2 separate regions of the Sus scrofa genome follow, and region 2 is linked to region 1. The links are chromatin contacts, called in public HiChIP or PLAC-seq maps. All regions are on one chromosome and are shown on one strand. The core of a region is the stretch at or near the end of the contact, and the rest is flanking DNA. Distances in the headings are between cores, read along the strand shown. Region 1 overlaps ME3 (malic enzyme 3). Region 2 has its middle 57 kb from the start of PRSS23.

The links. HiChIP or PLAC-seq counts read pairs in DNA pulled down with a chosen protein or histone mark.
Region 2: an H3K27ac HiChIP or PLAC-seq map of skeletal muscle shows a contact between it and region 1. The contact joins two enhancer-like sites. A contact is called at or near these places in 7 of 47 Hi-C or Micro-C datasets (embryonic fibroblasts, liver, mesenteric adipose tissue and 3 more) and 1 of 2 datasets of contacts at active chromatin or transcription factors (skeletal muscle).

The regions. Positions count from the first base shown.
Region 1 is chr9:20,443,946-20,446,659 of Sscrofa11.1, reverse strand. All of the region lies in intron 2 of ME3 (malic enzyme 3), which reads left to right. Among named protein-coding and RNA genes, the nearest start is that of ME3, 44 kb to the left of the region's middle. Within about 2 kb of position 1,384, at least 11 of the 83 cell types and tissues checked have an H3K27ac peak or open chromatin away from gene starts, as enhancers often do. A contact at or near this core is called in omental adipose tissue and skeletal muscle, where this site is marked.
Region 2 is chr9:20,545,295-20,548,304 of Sscrofa11.1, reverse strand. It overlaps a transcript of ME3 not described here. Among named protein-coding and RNA genes, the nearest start is that of PRSS23, 57 kb to the left of the region's middle. Within about 2 kb of position 1,609, at least 46 of the 83 cell types and tissues checked have an H3K27ac peak or open chromatin away from gene starts, as enhancers often do. A contact at or near this core is called in omental adipose tissue and skeletal muscle, where this site is marked.

The DNA.
Region 1 (2,714 bases), core at 135-2,634:
CCATCTCTTAGTTCCAATATTAAGTTATAAGAGAAAGTGTGGACCAATCCAGCCTGAGACAGGTGGCCGCCCCGGTCTAGTCATGACTGTGGGAAGGGACCACATTGTGCATCACAGCTGCTGGAGGGGGAACAGGCATGTGTTGGTGGTGGTGATTTTGAGCTGGGCAGGCACTCCAGAGATGGCTGCTGTATTAGGGGAAAAGGTAGGTATAACCCCCAGGGTATGTATAACACATGTCCACAAGACATCTGGATACACAACGCTTGATAACTGCTTGCTGGAAGGGCCCGCAGAGCTACCGTGAAATGACCTCATGACTGAGCTGTGGATTAAGCTGTTCTTTCTATAACAATGCCTTAGTGATTTGACTCTTGACTGTCTGGTAGCCTTAAACAGTACGAAATCAACAATAATCAGAGTAATAGCCAAGACTTACATAGCACTTTAACATACCAGATCTTGTTCTAAGCACTTTACTTTTTGTTAAATTGTTTAATCCTCGCAACAATGCCAGGGAAGCAGATACTATTATTTCCATTTTACAGCTCTGGTAACTGAGGCATGAAGGGGGGATGTCATTTACCCAAAGGCATACTGTCAATAAGAGGTGGAGTCAGGATTTGAATCCCCATAGTCTGCTTCAGAGTCTCTGTTTCTAGGAGGAGTGGTTGGGAATCACTGAAAGCCTCCAAATCTGGGAAGATGGCTTGGGATGGATCCGTTCACCAGGTAGAAAGGAGGCTGATGATGGCAGCTAGAGCCAGGAACAAGAGTAGTGCACCAAAAAGTGGGGAGACAAGAAAACATCAAAAAAATATGGACGGGAGGAGAAAGAGACGAGAGAAAAGAGGTGATGCAGAGAACAGTGTGAAATGGGAAACCATAGAGCAGAACTGGCAGAAAGAAAAGATACAACCTCACTGTTTTTCCGGTTGTGGGTCTGTAGACCTCCTAAGCATGTGATAAAAACACAGTTGCCTTGGCCCCGCTCTCGCTGCATGAGAAATCTACCAGGTCTACCAGAAAGCCTCATATTTTAACAGTTGCTGTTAGGCATCCTCAGCTCATGAGAGCACTGAGTGAACTACAAACAGCCTTGTGTACCCCCACAACCCTGTAGACACCACTGGGTATGCCAGTGTCTTCCTTTAATCCATTTACTATGGCAGGAAAGTGTGCAATACATTTCTTAATGACTTCCGTTGATAGGAGGATGTGGAATGTGAAGCCAGACTGCCAAGCTCGCGTTCTGGCTCTGTCTCAAACTAGCAGTGTGACCACTGGCAGACACTTAATTTCTCTGCGGTCTCAGATATCTCTTTGGTCAAGGTCGTAGGTTTGACTGGGTCCGTGAGATGTATCTGGAATATGTCCTTCCACGTGTCCTTTCATTTGCCCTGTCACCTTTCACATCGTCCCCTGCCCATGGCCAGTATTGTTAATCAATCATGACACCCCTCACTGAGCTCAGATGCGGCTTCCCAGTGTTTATCGCAGGACCCCAGGCACCTCCTAACCATTGCTTGAAGGAAGCTTCCAGTTAACACGTACACATTATCTCTAGGCCAGACAATCCACAAAGGCCTTGTAAATTCTTAAAATCCATGGCTCTCTTAAAGGAAAAAGTAATTTCTTTCTTTCTTTCTTTCTTTTTTTTTTTTTTTTTGCTTAAAAGGATTCATTTTCACTTGTGTAAAAATTATTCAATATATATTTTAATATCTTAGGTTGTCTTTAAGTCTCATGCAGGCCTTCCATCTCATAGTTATTCCAATCTAGACTGTGATTATGATTTGAATGTTGCTTGTCCTGAGCCCTCTAAATCTTCCTCATTAAATTATGCTAAGAGATTGGACTGACTTGACCTTAAACTTATGTTTTAGGTTAACTTGAACTTGAACACATCCTTATTTACAACTACAAGTTTAAAGTTTGGCAATTTTATGGTTTTTTGATTGTTTTTAAGAATAAATAAACTCTAAATTTTAAAGTACTTTAAAAAAAAAAAAAAGAAAGAAAGAAAATAAAAACTTTCAGAAGAGATTTTTATCCAGGCCTGGTCTGTTGATTACCCAAGAGAAATTCTCAGGCCAATTGGAAATTATTCAGAGTTCTGCATTTTTGTTGAAGAATTCTGAGACTCTTGCTTACAAATTCGCCAAGACTGAAGAGAAAAAAAGTTGTTAAAACATGAGGCAGTTGACCTTTATTGTTCTTAAGTCTCGTGAATTCTGTGCCAGTAAAAACATTGTTTTTCTTTCCACGGGCACTGGGTTGAAATTGTTGAAAATGGTGATTTCGCTCCTTTTATTAACCTCAAAGAACGTTGTGTCAGGATGGGAAGTGAGTATTTCAAGTAGGCAAACAATCTTCTCGAAGCAATTATCGAGAAATTTGGAGTTGGCTCAGATAGGTGGGTTTTGATAGTCTGGCCTCAAAACAGAAACATTTTGGTTCTGGACGCTTCTTTGTGAGGTCTGGAAGAGTTCCCTTGACATCCACTGTGCCCTGGATCCAAACCCAGACCCTACATCCAAGGAGGCCTAGTCAGGAGCTTGGACTGTGTTGCATTATTTAACCAATCGCAAGGCCTGAGAAAATCACAGTTTGACGGGAAAATGTACAGAGACAAGTGGCCCTCGGTCAAATGGAGCCCATTATGTAAAACCTCAGAAAACTGGACTAAGGCCCTGGAGGGCAGAAGGATTGGC
Region 2 (3,010 bases), core at 360-2,859, 100 kb before region 1:
AGCTCCCTCTTCTTAATCCAGGTCACAACCCCACCCCACAGTCTTCCAGGTAAACCCTTGGATAGAAAAAAATTCACCTGGGTTGTGAGCAAGGAGCTCCGAAGGTTAATTTTTGGGGAAGAACCCATGGCCTGGCTGCATGAGAAGAGTCCTGCTCTGGCCCAGCCAGGGATGCTTTCTCTGGCCAAAGGCTAGACTCAAATCAAAGCCTTCCTATCCCTGCCTTTCCTCTTGCTTGTGGCTTTGACCATAAACCAGTAGGGGTGGGGGGAAAGAACCAGGATAGGAGGAATCAATGATAAAGTTGCATTTATCATGTGCCATGAATCATGCTTGATCAACATACCAGTAACACAAACCAGAAGAGGTGTTACCTGTTTTTTGTTCATTTTCTTAATTATTAATAAAAACCTTCACCTTTCTCTTGGTGCCTACCTTCCATTCCTTCTCTCTGTATCTCATAATATTTTGTATGAGCCTCTATTGTAGCACACCGCCTCATCTCATACTACAACAGATTGCTTACCAGGATCCACCATATTAAAACATGAGTGGTCCATGGGCAGCAACTCTAGCCTATTCATGCCAATAGTCCCTGTAAGCAGCATCGTGATGGTGTATGGTTGGTTTGCAGCCGTTTCCTGTTAAATGAATGATTAAATGAATGTAAACATGTTGCTAGAAGGGACTTGACAGAAGGGAGGTATATTTATACCTGTTGGGCCTTCTCAAATCTCAACAGCTGTCCTGTGCCCTTGGTTTCTACTTGCAGCTCCAGTCAGGTTCCCTGAAGCCCTGGGTAGCTCTTTGTCCATTTGGATTTTTGAGGGAAATCCCAATTGTCCCCATAGGACAGCATGTCCCTGAGGAGGGCCGGAGACACTGAGGAGGGCAAGCTCTCCATCAGGGGAAATAAGAATGGGAGCTGAGCCACGCCTGCCCGGTTTCAACAGAACCCTCTGTTGTCCAGGGAACAGTGGAGAAATTGTTCATCCACATCTCATTGCTCATGGAAATATTCTGACTGCAAAGTCAGTGTCAGCTTTGATTTCCTGCCCTGGGAGGAGGTTTGGTCAAAAGGCACAAAGTGGGCCTGTGCAGAGTCAGAGGAATTGTGAGGTTGGGTAAGAGGAGACCCTCACACTCCATCTTTGTTTGCTGGTGGAACTTCTAGCGCTGGGGTGGTCAACCTGACCCAGTCCAGCCCTAGCCTTAGGCTCTTCTGGGAGCTCCAGCCCCTCTTGGAACCATCACAAGATCACAGGCGGAAGTGTGAAGGTCAGACCAGGCCTGAGGGTCAGTGGCCCCGTCCTTCACTTGCTTCCTTGAAAGGAATGAGCGAGAACGTCTGGAGTGCTAGGAATCTGAAGGACCAAGGGCTGGGGAACCACAGGCAGAATTCACCCAGCCATTCTGGGTCCCTTTAAAGAGGACACCAACTAAAATAACCTGGAAAAGGCTCTTACAGGGCAAAAGTACTGCCAGTTGCTGTCTCAAAGCTAATTTTAAGAATGTCCTTTTCTCTTAAAATTTCATCACCATGACTCATCGCACCACAGGCCAAGATTCTGAAGCTCTGAGTCAGACAGGGCCCTGGGAGTTGAAGCTCAATGGGAGTTTTACCTAAATAAAGCCTGCAAGCCGGCCTGCTGTGATAGATGCCTTAGAAATGTGCGAATTCAGCAATGCACACGCCCTTGCACCTCTGTTGTTCACACAGTTGCCCACGAGTTCCTAAAGCTGTTGGTGCCACAAGCCTTCTCTTAGGTATGAGATCCTCCTTCCTTTTGCTTGAATCTTCACTTAGTGTGTATTCATGCCTTCCCTGCGAATTTGGCTCCTTTTGTACAATCTGGTCAGTGCTGCTATATATAGTTACTTTTTGGACACTTGCAACCAGAACAGATGTGATGATTAAGCACAAATCCCAGAAAGGATCCAAGATCCCCTTCTCCAAATGTCCATCAAAGGGGATGGCATTGAAATTGGGATTTTTGAAAGTCAGAGCTGCATGTCATCTGCCCTCCCTGTCATTGTATAGATACCCAAGCAATCCAAGACGCAGAGAAGTCGACAGCTTGCCCAAGGTGACACAGCCAGTTAGGAAGAGAATCCAGACAAGAAGCCAGGGTCTGCTCACATCTTAATCTCTTGACAAAACAGCCTCTGCTTTTACTTACACTCTATCCAGATTAATTCCTGGACTTTACAAAGCCCACTTCTGAGTGCTGGGAGAGAAGACATGTAGGAATGACAGGGGAGGCAGTGTTCAGGGCCGACCACCTGGCTTGATGACCTTCGAGCTGCTGTAACCATGGTGGCAGGAGGCCTGGAGAGCAGACCTGGAGGGGAAGCTGGGACTGGTAGAGAGTGGCCTGGAGACAGAGACCCAGTCTTTACTCAGGGATGGTGGTAGCAGAAGGATAACCAAAGCAGCAGAGACGCGGAACTCGGTCTGTGGAAACTTGGCTTCTCGACTGTCCTTGTGGCACATTTTGGGTATTGCCCTTACTGTGAATGAGCGGGTAGGAGGTGTCTGGTCAGGTGGAGTAAGAATGGCTTTGGCATCAGACTGCTGAAGTCAGAATTTTGGGGTTGCAACAGAGGTGCACTCTCATGAGCTCATGTAGAAAGGGTTGCTGTGAGGCTCCAGAGACCTTACGGGAACCCAAGGCTAGGTGCCAGGGTGTAGAAAGGACTCCTGGGGCTTAAAATCAGGGCTCTGTCAGGAGGCCAAGAGGCTAGCCCCAGGTTCCATTCTCTTTGGCTCTGAGTCCCTGCCCTGGTCTTTCTCCCTTTGTCTCTCCATGTCTCTCTGTATCTCTCTCTGATTTTCTGGTTTTTTTTTTTTTTTTTTTTTTTTGCTATATAGGGCCGCGCCCACAGCATATGGAGGTTCCCAGGCTAGGGGTCAAATTGGAGCTATAGCTGCTGGCCTACATCACAGCCACAGCAACACAGGATCCGAGCCATGTCTGTAACCTACACCGCAGCTCATGGCAACGCCGGA